Linked DNA regions of Gossypium hirsutum: region 2 is linked to region 1. A link is a contact called in public Hi-C data. All regions are on one chromosome and are shown on one strand. Each heading gives the region's core, a stretch centred on a gene start, on an enhancer-like site or on the middle of the called end of the contact. The rest is flanking DNA. Distances are from core to core; before and after follow the strand shown. Region 1 holds the start of LOC121224487. Region 2 holds the start of LOC107900433 (auxin-responsive protein SAUR50).

Region 1 (3,105 bases), core at 566-3,065:
CTATTCACTTTTAAATCAATTTTAACTTTAACTTTAACATCACTTATTCAAAATTAGATAATTTTGAGTATTACAAAAAATAATGTTTAGAATTTCATTACAATTTCTCAAAACGTAGTGAGAGGCATTCTATAGTAACAAAAAGAGTGACTCAGCGAGCCAAAGATTTTTTAACAATGATTCAATACATAACTTCAAATTCAGCATCAAACCTTTAATTACAAGATATCAGACCAAAAATAAATGAAACTGCTTACAAGGTTTAATGAATTTTTTCAAAATTTTTGAAAAACTAATTAAATTTAAAAAAAAAAATTAAAAAGCTAATGAAAATTTAAAAATAATTGAGATTGCCATACCCCTGCCTTGCAATCCAAAATTCCACCATGCACTCAGAAAAAAAAAAGAGTATATCATTAGAAATTTTTGGTATTAGTATAATGTTAGAGATTATGGTATAACTTGGATATTATGTTTTTTTTTTTAAGAGTTTTCCAAGTTTTATTTCAGATTTTCTTTTTTATAAATTGTTTCTCCTACATTATTTGTATATATTGATAAGGTTGTTGATTGAGTTGAAATTACAATTTAAACTATTTTTTTATTTTAATTTTGTATGTATTACATATAGTCATTATTATTATTAATTTTAAATCATACTTTTTAAACGTATACTTGTGTTCTAAATACGGTACAATAAAATTTCTAGTATATAGCTATATAAAAAAAATTAAGTCGACTGAGCATATAGGGTTGAACATGTGTAAGCAAGTTTTATCTTGTGCATTTACAAGTGAAAGAGGTTTATGGATAGTTTAGACATTATATAAAAAAATTGAATGAAAAAAATAATATAATATTTTAAAATTTTTATTATAAATGTTTTCATTGTTAATAATGCTGAATTTCATACTCATGTGATACATAGGTTAATAATATGTTTGAATAATATTTAGAATTTGCATTGAATTTATTTTTTTTAGAAATCCAAATTTGTAGCAACTTTCCATCACATTACTCCTATTTTTCAACTCTCGTGCCCGCTTTAATTGAGCCCCATAAATACAATATTTTATGGTCAATTATATTTTTTTGGTTGGACAATCCTGAGTTTGTTTTTACATATATATATATATATATATAAAAGAACCCTAGGGTTTGATAAAGATGGAAATGTAGAGTTGATATAAAAAAGAATGCGATGCAGTACTATTTTGAAGAAAACAAAGAATGGGGAGATTTATGCTTAATGTAAACATGATGGGAAAAAAAATCATGTGGATTAGTTGAACCGGTTGGGACCAAGGGGTGAGAAGGACTCATGTTTAAAATTGAAATATAAATCAAATTATTCTATATAAATTTATACACCCAAACCAACATACAATTATCTTCTCATCGTATAATATATAATATGTAATTGCATTTTTTTGAAATAAGTAACTAATTTTAAAACGTGAATTAATGTTATGTTTAAAAATTATGTTATTTTAAAAATTTTAAAAGTATTTAAAAAATATTTGAAAATATATTTTTAAAATTCATTTTTGCTTGTTTTTCAATTACGTTTTTTTAAATATTTAACGCACAAATCATGTTGTAATTATTTTTATCATGCTTTTAAATTTCTAAAAGTATTCAATGAACAAATAATACAAAAAACCCTAGAAACCAAGAGTGCTATCCTTGGTATCCTAGCGATAACAGTGGCTGCTGCGGCTTGGGATAATAGAGAGTGGTGGTTACGAGGGGTTTGGGGGAGATGAGATCTCCCTATTAACGGAGGAGCTTATTCAACTTTCGGTCAAAAGTTCGATGGTGGAGCTAAGCGGAAATTTTTCTCTGATATGTTCTATATGGACAAAGAAATCTTACAACCAAGATAGCTTCAAAGCACAGATGAGGAGTATTTGGAAGACAAGGAAGAAATTCGTGATTCAAGTGGTTGGACAAAACCTTTTTTTGATTGAGTTTGAATTAGAAGAGGACTTAGAGACTATTACAGAAGGCCAGCCATGGTTATTTAGGAAACAATTAATTCTGTTTGATCGACTGAGTAAACCAACGATGAGAGATCAAATTCAACTTGTCTCATCTCCGTTTTGGATTAAAATTGGGCCGTGTCTACCAGAGTTTGATAAAAAAGATCTTATGCATGCTATAGGAGTCACTTATGGAGGGGTGATTAGATCTGAAATATTAGGTGAGTTTTGTCTACTTAGAGTGAAGTTAAATGTACAGAGTCCCCTTCGCAGGGGTGTTTTTGTTTCAATAGGGAATGTGAACAAATTCTGGATCCCTTTTAAGTATGAAAAGCTGCCGATTTTCTGCTTTGGGTGTGGTAGGTTGGGGCATGGTCTCCATGATTGCTTAGAAATTACTCCTGCGGAGAAAAACCAAATTGAAGAGGATCCACCTTTCTCTTTAGCATTAAAAGCAGAGTCAACGTTGGTTGGAAAGGAGAGTCTAAAGCTAAATGCTTTATCGAAAAAATTACAACCACAATGCTTGTATGTTGGAGGTACTACAAAGGAGCAGGAAGAATATTTGTACAGGGCGCAAAGTAGTGGTATGATGAGAGGACTCCAAGATGGTGCATGGTTGGCATCAATTGCTGCAGATTTAGAAATACGAAAGGAAGAAGGAATCAATGAAGGAGATACTGTAAATAGTAATGCCAATAATCTGAATTCAGCCAGGAAAGCTAGTTGGAGAAGAATGAAATTAATGGGAATGATGAAAAATCATGAGGCAGATAGTATATTGCAAAAAAAGAAATTGGCAGAGTTAATACAAGATGAATACGGGACAAAAGAGACTCAGGAAGAGAATCCAAAAAGGGCGAGACATGGTGGACAGGATCTAATCACGGAGAATGAAACTAATTTGCAAATGGAATTTTTCAACTAGACATGATCGGCGGCTGCCAATGGGCAAGCCGACCGGGCACAATGAAAATCATATGCTGGAATGTCCGTGGATTGGGGAGTCCACGGGCAGTACGAAAGCTTCGATTTTTACTGAAGTAAAATAATCCTCAACTAGTCTTCTTAATGGAGACTAAAGTAAGTGAAAAGCGTATGGAAGCAATTAGAAGAAGGTGTG
Region 2 (3,083 bases), core at 61-2,560, 180 kb after region 1:
CTAAGTCTCCTAGCTTCTTTCAAATCACATAATTGTGGTATTTGCCTTACATGTATCTGATTTTGAGATTTATTTAATAAGAGTAATCTCCTATGAATATTTATCAAATTTATGAATTAATATAGGATTAAGTAATTATTAATTAACTTAAAAGACTTTCACAAATTAGAGAATAAAAGTAGGGATTATTTTGATTTAATTTGAAAAAAATTATTTGTGATATGTAATATTTTGATTTTCTAAAATCAAATCCACAATATTATTATTTGATCAAGGTTCAAATTGTTTTTTTTTATATATATATATAAAATTATTTTTTTCAGTCCTAAAGCGAACCTTGTGATCCGTACTTGCTTAGGTACCCACATTCTCTGACAACACATGTTGCTGTCGAGTGTGGAAGCACATTCACACTCTCATGTTTTCTTTCCCTTGTATGTCCTTCACTTGATTAGACTAGGATTCAGATCGTACAAATGACATTGTTATTGATACTAATCCCATAATTTGCATGGGAACTAAACTGTGGGATGAAATAAAGAAAGGAGAGATGGAGGTTGTGAAGTTAAATAGGTTGATTTATATATCTTCTTGCTTTCCATAACATTCAACATCTCTCACACATGGGTTAAGATTAATCCACCATCTGTCTGTGAGGAAACAAACTTAATTTGTACAAATTCATCTAAACCCAGAAAAAGTTTATAATTCTTGGGCTAAGTTAGATTCACTACTAACTACTTAAACACGCACAAAAAAAAACCCAAGTTAATGGGTTCAAAATAGTAAAGCCTAATAAGAGGGGTGAAGAGAAGGACGTTAAAAAAAGAGAAGCTAGAAAGCTTCTTTTTGGCCATCATTCTCCAAGCCAAGCCCCATCGTTTGACGACATTAATCAATGTTTATCGAAGCATAGAAGTGAGAGAGCGAAAAACGACTTCTTCACAAGGGATGGTAAGGCCCATATCGTGGTTAAAACCAAACTCTTCTTCAGCTCGTTGAAGCAAGCATTGGAATTCAGGGTGAGTCAAGAAGGTGATAGGGACAATGTATCTGCTTCGGTTTTCGCCAACATAAACGGCGAAATGACCTTTGGGAACGTCAAGAGGGAGTCCATCTTCGCCGTACCCATGTTTCTTGCCTAAGCTTGAACATCTCTTCAGAATTTGCTTCAGAACAGCAGTTTGTGGCAGTTTGGACGACTTTCTCATAGCCATTGTTGCTGCGGCACTGCAAGCGAGAAATGGAGGGTTGAGAGGGGGGGAGGAGATAAAGCGGTATTTATTTAACAAGAGAGATCATGTGGAAGAGAAAGGAGGGGGGGGGGGGCCGAGGGATCATGTGCGACTGTGGGGGCAAAGCTAGCTACAGAAGGAAGTACCACGGGTGTTATCTATATATTTAGATTATAAAATACAAATAAGACACATAAATAAATTATAAAAAAAAATGTCTGCAAGCCTCTTCTTTTTCGCCCTGATTTGTAATCTTTCTAATTCCGTTTAATTATAGGGTAAATTACACCCAAAGTATCTAAACTATTAGTAAGTTTACGTTTTAGTCACTCAACTTCAAAAAGTTATAAAATAATCACTGAACAATTCAAAAGTTTTTATTTAAGTCATTGGGCTATTAATTTTTTTTAAAAAGTCTGGGTAGCGAGCTTTAAGCAGCAATTCGGCAATCAGTATAATGGATCAATACACATTAATGAGTGAAAGAACATACATTAAATCTAAGTTGATTACGATCAAAGTCAAAGATTGAAGAAGAAAGTTGTTTGAATTTTAGTTCACAAATTTGTAATGTTCAAAGTTGTTTCATGAAAATAAATTGAACTATAGAAGAAAAAGAGAATGAAAGCTTTCAATTGGTGAAAGCGGTGTGAACAGATAAGGCAATACGATAGCGATTTTAATTCTAATAACTTAAATAAAAAAATTTAAATAATTTAGTGATCATCTTATAAAATTTTAAAATTGAGTGATCAAAATATAAACTTATTTTTACCCATAATTATATTGTATCATCTTATGTGTGTCTCTCTCTACCTGAACTCACGGACCGATAATACGTGTACTATAGAGTACAACAGTTTTGTTGGTTTGGAATTTTGTGATTGTTTGGACTTGTGATTGCTGATTCTTAGTTTTAGAGACATTAAAAAATAAAATAAAATAACACTTGGTTGAGAGTCGCAGTAATATCCGGCTTTCAAATTGCAGAAACCCATGTGTTATTTACTGCTAGATTTGCAGGTTTTGACCGATGTTGCATTGTTTATTACATGGTCGGTGATGACTTAGTTGGTCATATCTTCATCAGGCATTAAGCCATAAAAACCCTTAGGTTTTGCTTAAAACCCAAAAGGAGCATGTTTCTAATGGCAATGAATTATCCAAGTGAAGCAAAGGATGAGAAACTGGGGTTTGGTTGGTGGATGCAACTGCTGCAGCTACATTTAATAAAAATGACAAGCTGCAGGTTGGGATGTGCAATGCAAATTAGGGCTGGGTTTGCATGTGGTCCTACTCCAATGTGTGCAAATACTTAATAGTTTTAGTTTTAGACGCAAAATGTTTACACTTGAATTGCGCATCACCATCTTCCTAAGGCTCAGATTTAATGTCTCATTCTACACTCTCTTCTCTTCTTGTTATTCTCAAGCCATAACCCATAAAACAGGCCACCAACCTCATATGTACTGCAAACCTATGGCCTAAACATAGTGAAAATTGCTTTACTTTGATTTTGACAGGCTGAAAAAAGGGAGAAATAACGCCATCTATGAAAAGAACTTTTGCATGTTCTGTGAATGAGATTGGATGCAAGAGAAATGTATGAAAAAATATAAAAAGGCCCATCATTGTTTACAACAATACGGTACCCTGATGAGCCAGGAGAAATTGATAGACAAATCATTTTCCCTTTTTGTTTATAGTTGAAAATGACTTCGGCACGTGAAGGCCATGTTACTTCTGCCCCTACCAAGTTCTCCTGTAAAGACAATATCCTTTACCCAATTGCTTCAAACCGCTAACCCCTGATTTTTTTTTTACTAAAACTGTATACAACTCTCTTGG

The links. A called contact is a pair of places that touch in the nucleus more often than the background predicts.
Region 2: a Hi-C map of leaf shows a contact between it and region 1, with 1.9 times the contacts expected there. The contact joins the promoter of LOC107900433 here to the promoter of LOC121224487 in region 1. A contact is called at or near these places in 3 of 34 Hi-C or Micro-C datasets (leaf, petal and seedling).

Annotation. Positions count from the first base shown.
Region 1 is chrD12:4,137,729-4,140,833 of Gossypium_hirsutum_v2.1, forward strand. It overlaps LOC121224487, which reads left to right and starts at 1,816. Exons shown (of 1, transcript XM_041107897.1): 1 at 1,816-2,910. The coding sequence starts at 1,816. The coding sequence ends at 2,910.
Region 2 is chrD12:4,315,277-4,318,359 of Gossypium_hirsutum_v2.1, forward strand. It overlaps LOC107900433 (auxin-responsive protein SAUR50), which reads right to left and starts at 1,311. Exons shown (of 1, transcript XM_016826031.2): 1 at 561-1,311. The coding sequence starts at 1,217. The coding sequence ends at 903.